Regions from separate parts of the Mus musculus genome. Here region 2 is linked to region 1. Evidence: chromatin contacts called from public promoter capture Hi-C data. All regions are on one chromosome and are shown on one strand. Each heading gives the region's core, a stretch centred on a gene start, on an enhancer-like site or on the middle of the called end of the contact. The rest is flanking DNA. Distances are from core to core; before and after follow the strand shown. Region 1 holds the start of Fam118b (family with sequence similarity 118, member B). Region 2 holds the start of Esam (endothelial cell-specific adhesion molecule).

Region 1 (7,054 bases), core at 4,317-6,816:
AGCACCAATTACGGTAAGGAACTATGGAGGATACTATGCTGTGGAGTACCAGCGAGTTTAGGAAAGAAACACAGGTACTCTGGACAGATATTATCATGACCTTACTGTCCTCTATTGCCTCCACTTCCTAATAATCCTACTATATAGTCGTAGACTGCTATCGTGCACATTTCTTTCTTTTTTTTTAATGGTGCTCAGGATTGAACAGAGGTCTTGTATTTCTCCCTCTGGCTCCCCGTCATTCTATTTTCTCTGTAAATCTGCTTCTCTAAGTACATCGTGTGAGAGAAATCATACGGAATCTGACCTCTATGTGTAGCTTAATTCACTTAGACAATGTTTTCAAGGTCCATCCATGAAGCTCATGTCAGAACTCCATCATTCTTCTAAGTCTATGTTATTTCTCCACTGATCCCTCCTGGGCTAAGTCAATTATACCCACACACAACCTATACACATTATCTGTGGCTCAGAATAGGGAAGGATCTAGAACAAGGCCCGGGACAAACCATGGTGGTCCTTACCAGTAACAGGCTGGAGCTCCACAAGGGCAGAGGAGGAAGCGCTGCTAAGCACCTGGTACTGCGTTACAGCAACGTGCGCATCGCGGCTGGCCCGTACCTTTACCATTTTCCCATTGTCCAGACGGTAACTTGGGGACAGCGTCATCTGAAGCCAAAGAGATCAAGATATGATTCCCAGCAAAAGACAGAAAGCCATGCCTCAGGAGGGAGTGAACCCACCTTGTGGTGTTGCTGAGGCCCCTGCACTTCTTTCTCCTTGATGGGGATATCCACGACTCCTGCCGAGGGCAAGGGAACACGCACCGTGATGGCCCTGGGGGTGACACACAGACTGCTGTTTGAGCCACAAAAGCCAGGTAAGGCTGCTGGGAGTTGCAGGCTTAGAACCTTTCTCAATGGACCATCTTTACTACACTTTTACAGTGTCTTCTCTATGTGAAAGAGGTTTAGAACGGGTCACTGATTTATGGCTATAGTTTCTCTGACTAACACATAGGTAGAGACAGTCCTGTGAGTTCTTACTGTATCATTCTGTCGGTCAGTCACATGTTTGTTCACCTAGTATGTGATTATAACCCACTACCACTTATAATCAAAAAGGGAACAGAGTATTAAATCCTAGTATCTTAATTTTCTCTTTATTGTGCATATCCATGAATTTAATTTCCCCCCCAAAGTACTCTACAATCAGTATGTGTGATTTTAGCTTAGAAGTATCTAGCACTCAGGCTAGGCACTATATCATGAAAACCATGTGGGGAGCCCCCCATCACTGCTACTATTCCAGTAGCTCTTAAATTTGATTGTGTATGCAAGTTATTTATGAACTGGCTATAGTTTCATATGAGGATCAAACTCAGGGCCTCATGCATGTTAGGTGCCTGAGCTCTATCATTAAGCCTTGAAAACTTTAAAAGGCATAGTGCTAAACTCACAGATATCAGATATGAATGAGAATCATTGTGATGAGTCATAGATATATAGATTCTCCCCCCAAAATGTATTATTCTTATTTCTCTGTAAGTATATCTGTACCTATCATAGGCATGCAGGTGCCCACAGAGGCCAGAGGTGGGTAATGGATCTCTTGAAGCTGGGGTTCTGTGCTTGTGAGCTGTCAGTTATAGGTGTTTGGATCCAAACTCAGAATAGCTGAAAGGGCAGCAAGTGGTCTTAACCCCTGAGCCATCTCTCAAGACCCCATATCGAATTTTAAAGGGCTCCCCTGATTACAAAGTTTATATACAATCTCTGAAACAAAAAGGATATTCAAAATGTAGAATAATATAAATCGAATATAAAATCATAACCCAATAGGAAAATAGCCAAGGAGAAATAGTCTCTTTTCAAAAAGGGAAATTCAAACAGAAAATAAACACAAAAAAACCCTATCTAAATGGCTTTTTAAAAAATGCTTTGACTGGCATAAAGTGAGTGTGTATTCACCACTGCTGGTGAGAGGTGAAACTGACACAACATTTTTGGAGAGCAATTTAGATACTATTAAAATTTTAAACATGAACTGGAGAGAGATAGCTCAGAGGATGAAAGCACAGAATGCACTCCCAGCACTGATATGGCCGCTAACAGCCATCTGTAATTCCAATTCCAGGGATCCAATGCCCTCTTCTGGCAAGCAAGTGGTACACAGACCAAAACCCACACACACACACACACACGAAATAAAAATTCATTTCAAAGGAATACTAAAAAAAAATTTTTTAACATGCATACTATTCAAAGCTGCAAGTCTGTTTTTAAAGGAATATGCTCTAAAAAACACTGCTACAGAACAAGGTATGGTGCCTCCAGCACTCAGAAGGCAGGAAGATCAAAGTTCAAGGCCAGACTGAGCTACATGAAACCTGTCTCAAAAAACAAGTCAGTAGCTATGGAGATGGCTCAGCAGATAAAGCTGCTTGCTTCTAAACCTGACAAACTCAGTTTGATTCCCTGGAACCTACAAAATGGAAGGAGAAGAATAGACAAGCACATGCCCAAGTACTACAGACAGACAGGCAGGCAGGCAGGCAGGCAGCAGACAGACAGACAGACAGAAACACAAATAAATGTTTAAAAACCAGCACTGGGTAGAGTGGTACCAGCCTTTCTACCCAGCATTTGGGAGGCAGAACTCTGGGAGTTCAAGTCCATCCTGGTCTATGTAGCCAGCTCCAGGCCAACCAAAGTTACAAAGTATGGCTTTTTATCAAAAACAACCAACCACCAAACCAATCAAACAAAAGGGGGTGAGGAGATGGCTCAGTGGGTAAAGTGCTTGGTGCACATGCATGCTGATGAGCTTAGAATCCTAGCATCCATGGAAAGCCAGGGTATAGCAGTTCACGCCTGCAACCCCGGTGTTCAAGGGGATGGAGACTAGCAGATTCTGGAGGCTAGCTAGTTAATCAGTGAGTTTCAGGTTCTGTGAGACACCCTATGTCAATAAAATAGGGAGCGACAGAAAAAGAACCCTGACTTCTCCAAGTACACACACACGTGTGCACATAACCACTATCTTATCACCCGACATTCCAAGTACTAAGCTAGTTCATATACTCTTTGTTATCATCATGAATTCTAGTACGGTGACTTCTATTAACAGTTCTGTAGTGCAGTGGACAGATAAAAGGGATGCGTTTCTTCATTCCACCCCTAGTGACAATAACAGGCCTCATACCAGTACTTCTTTTCCACCTGGCGGGTTCTAAATAGCTCCTGGACTTGATGTGCCATGTCCTTCTCCCAAGCCAAAACCATTACACCTGTGGTTTCTTTGTCCAGACGGTGGCACAGATGCAAAGGTTCTGCCTTGTGGCCATGAAGCATCTTTGCCAAGATGGGCAGTACATCACTGATGCAGAGCTGGACTCCTGGGCCACCTACGGAGGAAAGAGCCAGAGGCTGGAGAACTCTTCTTGAGAGAACAATCTCTCAGTCTTGAGATAATAATCACCTTTCAATCTTGACAGAACAAACAATTGTCTCCATTTTCTACAGTTGTGCTATGAACAATATGGTGAGGATTACTAATATTAATAGGCCCAGAGATCTTAGCTATAAAATGAAATGCAGGCCAACCATTTCCAGACTATAAACTCAGAACTTGTATTTTAACAAGCACCCCAAGGGCTCTCAAGTAATAAGTCTGGGAAACACTGTGACTTTCTCTTCAGAGTCTGTGGGCCTGAGAGGCTTCACTGAAGCATTCCCTAGAAGAGAGGCTAAGAAGATGAGCTCTAGCTGAGTGATGGCGGTGCATGCCTTTGATCCTAGCACTCCTAAGGCAGAGGCAGTGAGATCTTTATGAGCTCAAAGCCTACAGAGTTAGTTACAGGACAGACAGGGCTATACAAAGCCCCTTCTCAAAACAAAACAAACAAACAAAAAAGATGATGGGCTAAGATCAGACATCCCTGGATTTTACTATTTGTATTCACCATCTGACCTTTCCAGCTTTGTTATCTATAAAATATAAATACCCGAAACAAATTATCCTCAACAACTAGAAACTTAAGCAGAGAATAAATAGTAAGGCAAGAACTCGTTACGAAACCTAGAGGAACTGCCACCAAAGGAGTGATTTATTCCAACTAAAATATTTTTTTTTTTGCTAAAATATTTACTTTCCTCCTGCAGACCTTTGACAAATGTTTTTTTTTTTTTTTTTTTTTTTTCCCTTTCAATTCTGACTCACTTCAGCCGTCCCCCATCAGAACACTCAGCAGCATCAGGACATCTATTAAGTTCCAGTCCCTCTGGGGTTACTGTGTACCGCAACCGTGTGTATTATTTCCTCTTCCCAGCCTTGTCTCTCTACCTCTCTCATTTTGAAATGAAGTTTTGCTGCTGCTGAGACTGATCTGAACATGAACACCGGATCCTCCCCTAGACCTGGGGCGGCAGTCGCACACTGGCTCCCAACTCCTTTTTCGTTGTTGTTTTGTTTTAACCACTTTGATGGAAAATAACAGTTAGCAAGTAACTTTTTGTATTTCTCCGCATCGATTCTTGTGGGTGGCTGTACACAGCCCACAGTGCAGAACTGAGCTTCTGTATCTCTCTGCAATAATTCCTGTGGGAGGCTGCATACAGCTCACTGTCAGGTATCTGCAAGTGGGGACTAGACACTGGTTTGTTACCAGTAGTCACATACATGGGATAATAAGGTTTAATTAACTTGAATTCAAGAGTGTCTCATGAATAAAGCTTCAGGGGTGACCCTAGATGGAAGAGGAAGCAGCAGCAGGTTTCTCTCCTTAGCCCACATGGCTCTTACCATGGACAGGGAGACCATAGGGTTTATTAATGACCACGAGGTCGTTGTCCTGGTGGAGAATCCTTCGGCTCAGTTCCTTAGCAAGCACATTGGGGTGAACTCGCTGCAGCTGCTGTGTGAATCGCACTAGTTCCTGCACTCTCCGCTGAACGGGGTTTGTAGGCACCTAAGGAAAGAGAAAGGTGGAAAAAGCTTAATGAAGGAGTGAAGCGCTGGGAATGGCCTTAAGTGCGATTTAGGTGGAAATCCGTGGAATGACTGTACTGTATAATTTGACTCATGTTTCCTTTGGGACCATACATAGCCATCTGTCTTATCTGCATACCCACGCGGTGGGTCTGGCAGTAGCAAAAGTGCGGTATTCCGACTACCACACAGAATATTCTCAACATTGATGTACTTGCTGTTACAGGACCTGCCTACCACACCCCACACCTAAGAAAGCCGTGAGAGCATCGCTTCTCGGAAGTTGAGTCTCTCTAGACTCACCCGCACTTCCTTTGCCTTTTGCTCTTGTTTCTGGGCTCGGAGCTTCTCTGCCAATCTCTGAGCATTCAGGGGCCTAGAGGAAGTAGCGCTGGAACAAAACGACCAGGAGCCGGGAGTGAACAATCTCCCGGGACGCGAACTCATACTCAAAAGCTGGACACCAGGCGTACGCAAGCAGGGCGCGGCCATCTTGGCGAGGGCGGGGCCGGACAGCGCGGAGAGGAGGAAGGGGGGGGGGGTGGGCCCTGCTGATCACGTGGGCAGGTAGCCTACGGGTCACGTGGGGCGGTGCGCGCTCAGTGCGGCTGCGCCGGCCGGTAGCTGCAGCTGGAGCGGTGGCGTTTGGAGCAGACGCGGTGAGTGTGTGGGGAAGCCAGGCGAGGGCTGGGAAATGCCGGTGCCCCAACGGTTTTCGCATGGCCCGGATCTCCATTCTTGGAGAGCACTGCCCTGGCAAGCGTGTCTCGCTTCGGGGCACGACTCCACGCAGAAACACTTCCCCGCCCCCGCGTCCTTAGAAGTGAAGCTGGCTGCTCCTCAGTCTTTACCGGCACCTGTCTGGTCCCTCTTAGCAACCAGGTCCTCGGCGGGTCCTCAGAGGGACGTGTGGTGTTCTTTCTCGTTTTCTTGCCGCTCGTCCTCCGGAGATCCCCAGATCTCTCATATTCCAACCTCCCGCTTTGCGACTGCCAACCCCTTTGTTTCGCGTTGTTTGTAGCCAGTCCTCCCGAAGATGACGGTTCTTTTCCTTCATCCAGGACCCCCGCCCCATACGTCCTACCTCGAGAGCGCTACGGGTTTATACTGACCTTTCTCTAGAGTTCGTTTCTTGGGGTCTCCTCTTTCTTCCCTTATCTACTCTTCCCAAGGAAAGTAAAGAGCTTTTCCCCCTTTGCCTCCTTTAGTCTTTCCTTCCATAGCTTGAAACCGTCGAACCCTCTCTCTCTCTCTCTCCCTTTCCTACAAGAGACTCCCGAACTGCAAACGACGACTCTCCTATCGCCAAAGGGCAGCTGGGAATATGAACAGCTGTTTTGGAATGGTAATCTCGAAAACACCTTGGGATGCGCATGCCGTTTGCTGGGGAAGCTGATGCTGAAGGGATGTCGTGAGAACTAGTGACTCTTCCCTCAAGATAGCCAGATTGCATTTCAGTTAGAGAATGAATAGTTGAATTAGGCTTGGGTGTTTCTCCCTCCAAAATGAATTAGCAGAAGGAAACCACATGTGAAACAGTTGAACAGGTGAATAGCCTCAGAAGACTAGAAGTTGAAGAATTTAAACTTCATGTGATAGTTGGATCTTTGAAACTTCTTGAGAAATCCCTTGCAAGTGGTATTGTAGAGAGGAATGTGGCAATACAAAGCAGGACAGATCAAAAAGGAAAGTATATCCGGGAAACCAACTAGGCTGCTGTAATGTAGATGATCATTAATGAAGCCCCGTCCCATTCCGCGGTCTTTTCCCCCCTGCTAAGTACTGTCCTTGAAATGTGAATTACCAGCTATACAGTCAAGGTGTGATGTGAATTACTGGAGGACTTCTTTCATCCCCAAACCTGTTAATATAGTAAGCTCACAAATATTTTATGTGGCTGCAGTGATTCTGAGTTAGGTTGGGTTGTTGTTTGCTTTCTGTCTGTCTGTCTGTCTGTCTGTCTTAAAGGTCTCACATTGTAGACCAGACTAGCCTCCAATTCATGGACCTTTTTCTCTGCTTCCCTAGTGCTAGAATAAAAGACTACACCCCCACACACCCAGTC
Region 2 (6,550 bases), core at 1,546-4,045, 2.3 Mb before region 1:
TCAAAGCGAAATGCCACTGAATTGTAGGAAGTGTCAGGATGAGAGTTGAGGACATTCTTCCCACAAGTACAAAGCTTCCCCAGCATGCGTTGGGGATAGGAAAGGGAGTGTCCCTTTCGGTTAGGGGGACACTGATGACACTCCAGTGCCAAGTGCTAAAGCCTTTTGGAAAATGACTTTGGATTAGCACAAAGCGGAGCCTGGTGACACCAGCAGCTCTCTTCCTGGGCCCTGCTCTTCCTGGATCATAGCACTCTGCACGCAGGACAAGCTGCCACCTTGGAGAAGGTGAGCGGGCAGCCGAGGCTCGGAGGCCCCAGACCATCTGCGCCAGCAAAGCCAATCGGAAGGCTGGGGAGACTTAGAACCCTACCGAGCCAGGATGCGCGCCTCCCCCATCGCTTCCCGGCCGCGTCTTAACCAAGGCTCCCACCCCTACTCCTTGTCCTTCGTGGCACCCCCCACCCCTGACATTTCCTGGCGGATCCCTGCAGTCGGAGCAGGAAACTTGCGCCCGCCGATAAGGCAGAAGACAATGAAGCCCGGCCCGTTAGACCGGAGGCTCTGCAGGCAAAAACAACCCGGCCTTGAGAAGGTCCACTTCCCTCCAGGGACTCTGCCTGCAGGTTGTTCCGCTACCGCCAGGCGCACCTTCCTAGCCTTCTTGGGGTAAGGCCAGTAAGGAGGGAAACATGTCTTTATCAGATAGACTTCAGCTTCCCTCCCCAAGAGTGTTCTAGCTGCCTCTTCCAGGTTTTGCACTTGCAGTTTGCAAAGCGAGGGGCAGGGGCTGGGAGTGGGAGGTGAGTTGCAGCATGTACACCCTTGCTTCGAGGTGAGCAAGGGACTCCTGGGATTTCCCAGCTCTCTGCTCTAGAGTCACTTGAAACGGAAGAATCCCCTAACTGATCAAATCTTTTTGTGACTGGGTGCCGCAAGGAGAAAAATGGGGAGTCCCTGGGTTCCAGTGAAGGACTCCGGAGCTGCTCAAGAATAGCATCGTTCAGCCCAATCTAAGACCAGAAGGAGAGAGCCAAGGGCCTAAGCAGAGCGAATGGGCCCTTCTCCCCAGGGCTACTATTTTTAGTTTCCCTATTTCTCTGAGAAACTCCCTTTGTGGGCTTCTCACGCTCCAGGGACAGTTCTGAGCCACGAAAGAGCACATGGGGGGGGGGGAGGGTTGCCTTGTGCCTTCCCCAGGAGCAGCGAGTGCATTTAACCCTCCAGAGGCCAAGAAGGGCAACCTTCGTGGCATTATTAGTAGCATTTTAGGCTCTGGATCTTTGATATGACAAAATCAAACTCAAAAGCTGAAAGAGAAAAAGGAGGGGCCACGGGTGACCTACAGAGGATGCCTGTGATGTTCAGGCAGCCAATATAGGTTTTTCCTCCCTTGCTTGGAGGCTGACATTGCCCTCTCCAACACAGTAAGGGCCAAGCTGAGGAAGAATGCAGAAAAGAAACAGAAGCTGAGGTTGAAGGTGCAAAAGCAGAGCTGAGAAGCTGAAGGCACAGGAAACACTCCAAGCTTTGGAGGGAAGGGCACAGAAGCTCTGAGACTCATATTTGGGAACCTAAGATCTCATGCCCTCAACACCACTAGGACACAGACCAGGCCGAAAGAAACCATGGGTGGGAGCAGGGAGATCCCCATCAATGTCACTGAATCTACTCTACATTCTTCCAGGTCTTACTTGCTCTGACATCCTCTAGCCCAAGGAAGAAGTTAAAGCGAGGATTCTAAACCCAGAGAGCAAAACAGCCTGGGGAATAGCTTATAAGGGACTTAGTTCCTACTGAGTCATTTCTCTCCAGATATAGTACTGGGTGGGCCACCTCCAGCTCCTGCTTAAGATAGTTGTCCTGGAGAGCTCACCCAAACACTTGTTTCAGGAGGTCCCCTTCCTCTTGGACCCTTTGGCACCCTCTCCCTATTTTCCTTGTTCCTTTGGATCTGAGAAAAGATAAGGACGATGGTAGACCTGATGGTAGGCTGTGTGCTGGAGTCTGAGCAACTGACCTCTTCCCGAATTTCCTGTGTCCAAATGACCTCATGGTCAGGCTTTGGGGGCATCTCCTTTGATTTCCAGGGCAGGAAGCAGGAAGGAAAGAAAAGAGCTTGGTGGGGAAATGCTGGGACGTGAAGTACTGCTTGAAGTACTTGCGTCAAGACTGAGGACCAGGCATTCCCTCAGGGATCTTTCACATCAGCTTGAATGAGGGGTGCGGGGAGGGGGGACTGGAACTAAGTCCTTAAGCCTTTAGTCACTGTCTCATCCAGTGCCTCAGCTTATCCAGCTGTGATGAGTGGGGGTAGAGAGTAGACAGGAATAACTGCCTTAACTCATCCCAGAGGTCTTGGCTGGAGATGCCTTTATCCCCCTCCCCAACACCACACACCACACCAAAGCTGGAAGCCGTTCTAGCCATAGAAGGCAGAAAGTGTAGCACCAACCAGTGATGTCCAGAAGTGGAGAGTAATGAGGAAAGACAAGAATGTCAAACAAAAATCCCTTCAAACCCACTCTCTAAAGTCCTCCCCTAGGATCAGATTTACCTGATCAAAGCCCTCCAGACCCGGTGTTTGACTCACCAAGGGTACTCAGTCCCAGGAACAAAACCCGCAGCAAGCTGGTCTCGGGGGTTCCAGCCTGAAGAATCATGGCCCTCCTTGGCCCGGAGTACTCAGGGAGAGTTGGACACACGGTGTCTACAGGTGTTGTGGGTGAGCGGCGGCAACCCGAATGTGCACAGGAACCAGGCTACTGACCAGGGTGGCTCCAACCCAAGTCAGCGGGTGTGCGGATGGGGAGGTGGGGTGGAGACCGACTGGACAGTGGGCGGGGCATTCAAAGGGGTGGAGAGGTCACCGTCCTGCCGGGCGCGGCGCGCTAGTGACTCGCAGCGGGGGAAGAGAGCTCTCCCCAGGCTCAAACAGCCGGATCCGCCGGCCTCTACCTCATACCTCCAGGGCAGGTGTCAGGAATAGAGGGTGAAAAAGGAGGAATGGGGGCGGGGGGACTAACCTAAATTTAAGAAGTGACCCCGACCCGACAATAAAAGCCCTGTATCTGGGGTCAGAACGGCCGCTCCAAGCCTGGCGTGCGGCATCCCGAATCAAAGCAGAGCAGCCTTCTCGGAGGAAGAGGGGAGCCCCCACGTTGTGTAGTGTGGGTTCAGCTGGGTTAGGAGCAGCCGCTGAAATGGGGATTCGAACTTTATTAGCCCACACCTCTCTCCGCCCGGTTCAGGCCCGAGGCTTCTGGGGAAGACATCCAACATAGCCCTGACGCCACAGGCCTTCCTGCTCCTAAGGCTAGAGAGGGGCTGGTTCTCCAGAGTTCCAGAAACCGAGGCCCGAGGCGGAGTGTATGGGGGTCTGGGGGGAGTCTCGGACCTTTGCCTCATGAAAACACGGAAGACCTGGTACAAGGGAGGTGAGCAGGAAACTGAGGCAACAGTCACAGGCTTAATGCTGACCAGGGAGGAGGGAGCAGCTGCAGGAGGACGGGATATAAATAATGTCTTTCCCTTCTGTACAGCCGCTGGTGTCTTCGCAACCGCCCATCCTTGTAGTGAACGGCTTAGGCCAGTTCTGATCCTTTAATTCCCAGGACTAGATCTTTCCGCTGTGAATTTAATTTCAACCCCACACCCCACCCATGTCATTGGGGGCGGGGATGGGGGTGGCGGCACCTCTGCGCCCCCTGATGGCCCGGGCTGCTTCAGCAGGGGGAACGCACCGGTTCCAGCCTAACAGCCAATAAATAAAAATATGCTTCAAGTATTTGGGCAGGGCTTTGCTGCGCAGGACAGAAGGCATAGCCACGAATGTCTGACGTGGCCTGTTCCGAGGGAGCAGAACTGTCAGGCAGTAGAGGCAGCCTGGCCTCCTCATCTCTACACACCCCATCAGCTCCAGTGTTGTGCAATGGCTTTTCCTACCTAAAGAGCCCCAGCCTGGCTCCTCTTCAAATACCAGTCATGCAGTGGCTCTACGAAATGCCTATACAAACACTAGACTGCCCCTGACATCTATGGAATCTACCTCTTTGGCAGCTCAGCTTTCAAACTTTGTACTGTCAAAAGGTGATGTTAGGGATGGGCTGTCTTGGTTTTCCTTGCCTATCAGATTTTTCTAGATTTGAGAATACTAAAAACATTTTTTAAAAAGTGTGTATGGGCCTGCATGTGTCTGCACCACGTGTGCAGTGCCTGTAGAGGCCAGAAGAGGGTGTCGGATCCCCTGGATTCTGAGCTGCCCTATGAGAAGATGCAATCAAGCCCCAATGCTGCGGAAGATCCTTACCCTTAACCCCAAAGCCATGTCTCCAGTCCCATAAGTACCTCTTTCAAACACCCTTCATCTGTTGCCTGGACCACGTTGTCACTCCAAATGAATAACTCCTCCCAGGAAAAGGAAGTACAAAGCTTTGGCTCTTGCCTAGTGACACTGAAGCGTCTGATGACACAGGTGTGTCCATCCCTGCCCAAGAGCTGCTTCCCAAAATCTCTGTTACATAATCAGCTAAGGACCTAAGGAGAGTGACTGTCCCTATGGCACAGAAGAATTCACAGGCTTTTACGCCTGAATTTTCCTCATTGTCCCCTATTCTAACCACTTCTGACCCCGAGGAAGTCGAAACCTAAACATTGGATGAGTGCAAGGTAGGTTCATCATAGGTTTCTCTCAACCACACTTCATGTACGATCTTAGAAAGAATTTATATTTGGGCTGGAAAGATTTCTCACACCAGTCAAGAGGACGTGTTGGTCTTGCAAAGGACAAAAGTTTAATTCACAGCATCCACATGGTGGTTTACAACCATCCATAATTGCAATACTAGGAAACCTGATGCTTCTGACCTCCACGCATGTGGTAGGTACATATACATACACGGAGGCAAGACACTCACACACATAAAAACAATTTAACTTAAAAATTTTCCAGAAGTCAAAACAAAGCTTGACTAAAAGGGCCTCTCTCCCTCCTGGATCTGTTACAAGGCTTATGGTCTTAGTCAGTCCCCTTGTCTGAGACAATGCTCAATGTCAATGTTACCTGACAGCCTATTGTCTTCTTTTCTATTGTCTCTGGTCAGATAGGATATTCCTATCAGCAAGTCACTGTCCTCACAAGCCTCCATTTCCCAAAGCTCAGTTTTGTCCTCTTCCCTGACCTTTAACCCATTTCAAGCCACTCGGAAACTCAGGCTTGATCTTATCTTTGCCCTCCATCTTGGTCACAGGAGTCTAACAAGGCCACACTCCCAGTTATGCAGGTCTAAAAAGTCCTCACCAACTGTTCCTAAAATATTGTGCCCCATCTATTAACTAGTGAAGGAAAGGAATACACGTAGGTAAGTTCAGCAACTATTAATGATAATTCTGGACTGGTCAGTGGTCACAATGGAGGGGCCATGCAGTGTTCCTGGTAATGTTTGTTCCGCCTGTGACTATGTTTGTTTCAGCACTGGTGACCATGAATTTACTCCTGTATGACACACCATCAGTGCATCCTCGCCTGAGGACCAAAGAGGAAACCTACAAGAATCTCCCAAGGCCCCCACATACAAATACTGCACACACTAAGAGCAGGTGCTGTGCCGACAGTACCTGGGTATTTATACTCTCCCTGAAGTGGCACCTATTTTTAGCAGCTTACATTAGAGAAAGAGGTTACTTCTTAAGCTTAGATTCAAAGAACACAGACCACCTCTGTGGTTAAAATCCCTGAAAAAACATACAAGCATCAATTAGCCAAACGGTATCATACTAAGGAGGGGGGGGGTGTCTTCATTTGAGGGTTGTAGGAAAGAATTTTTTTTAAATATGCAATTTTATTTTTAGTTTTTTTGAGACAAGGTCTCTCTGTGTAGCCCTGGCTGTCCTGGAACTTGCTCTGTAGACTAGTCTACCTTCAAATTCAAGAGATCCATCATACTCTGTCTCCCAAACACTGGGACTAAAGGACCGTACCACTACCTTCTGACTTGTGATTTTTTTTTTAACAGTAGAGAAAACCAGGGCTTATGGGTTCTCGTCTGGACCTGCTGCCCATTTATAGCAAAGCCACTGAAGATGAGTTACCCACGCTCCTGCAATCCTTGACCACCAGCGACTCTTCTTAGCCAAGGGTGCTAAGCTCCACGTGGAGTGGCACCTGACCCACTGGAGTCTCAGAAAAGGAATATGCATGAGTCACTGCCTAGTGGACTGGCACCTTCCAGTTTTTTCTCTCAAGGATCACTCTTCAAAGGCATTAGTATTGTATTTTTACTGGATCTTCATTTTCTTTTGTTTAGACACAGAAAGATCAAGGCATCAAGTTTGTCCTTTTACTACTTAGCAGACTTACCTCAATTAGTAAGTGAAAAACATGGAGAATCAAAGTGCCTTCATACCACTAAAGTTAGAAGGAACAGAAAGAAATACAATATGACTTCTAATGACCTCTGGAACTGACAAGAAAGTACTATCTTCATTGTTAATATATATAGAAAAGAGTGCATTTGCGGGGCTTGGGGGTCTGGTCCTTCCTTTTCTTCTC

The links. Promoter capture Hi-C pulls out the DNA fragments that hold promoters and counts their contacts.
Region 2: a promoter capture Hi-C map of liver shows a contact between it and region 1, with 5 times the contacts expected there. The contact joins the promoter of Esam here to the promoter of Fam118b in region 1. A contact is called at or near these places in 3 of 39 promoter capture datasets (liver and pre-B cells) and 1 of 9 other capture datasets (adipose tissue).

What each region holds. Positions count from the first base shown.
Region 1 is chr9:35,266,317-35,273,370 of GRCm38.p6, reverse strand. It overlaps Fam118b (family with sequence similarity 118, member B), which reads left to right and starts at 5,566. Exons shown (of 8, transcript NM_194257.2): 1 at 5,566-5,648. Rpusd4 (RNA pseudouridylate synthase domain containing 4) reads right to left here and starts at 5,490. Exons shown (of 7, transcript NM_028040.2): 1 at 5,293-5,490; 2 at 4,804-4,969; 3 at 3,205-3,406; 4 at 744-837; 5 at 525-669. The coding sequence starts at 5,481.
Region 2 is chr9:37,524,334-37,530,883 of GRCm38.p6, reverse strand. It overlaps Esam (endothelial cell-specific adhesion molecule), which reads right to left and starts at 2,795. Exons shown (of 7, transcript NM_027102.3): 1 at 2,594-2,795. The coding sequence starts at 2,663. It also overlaps a transcript of Msantd2 not described here.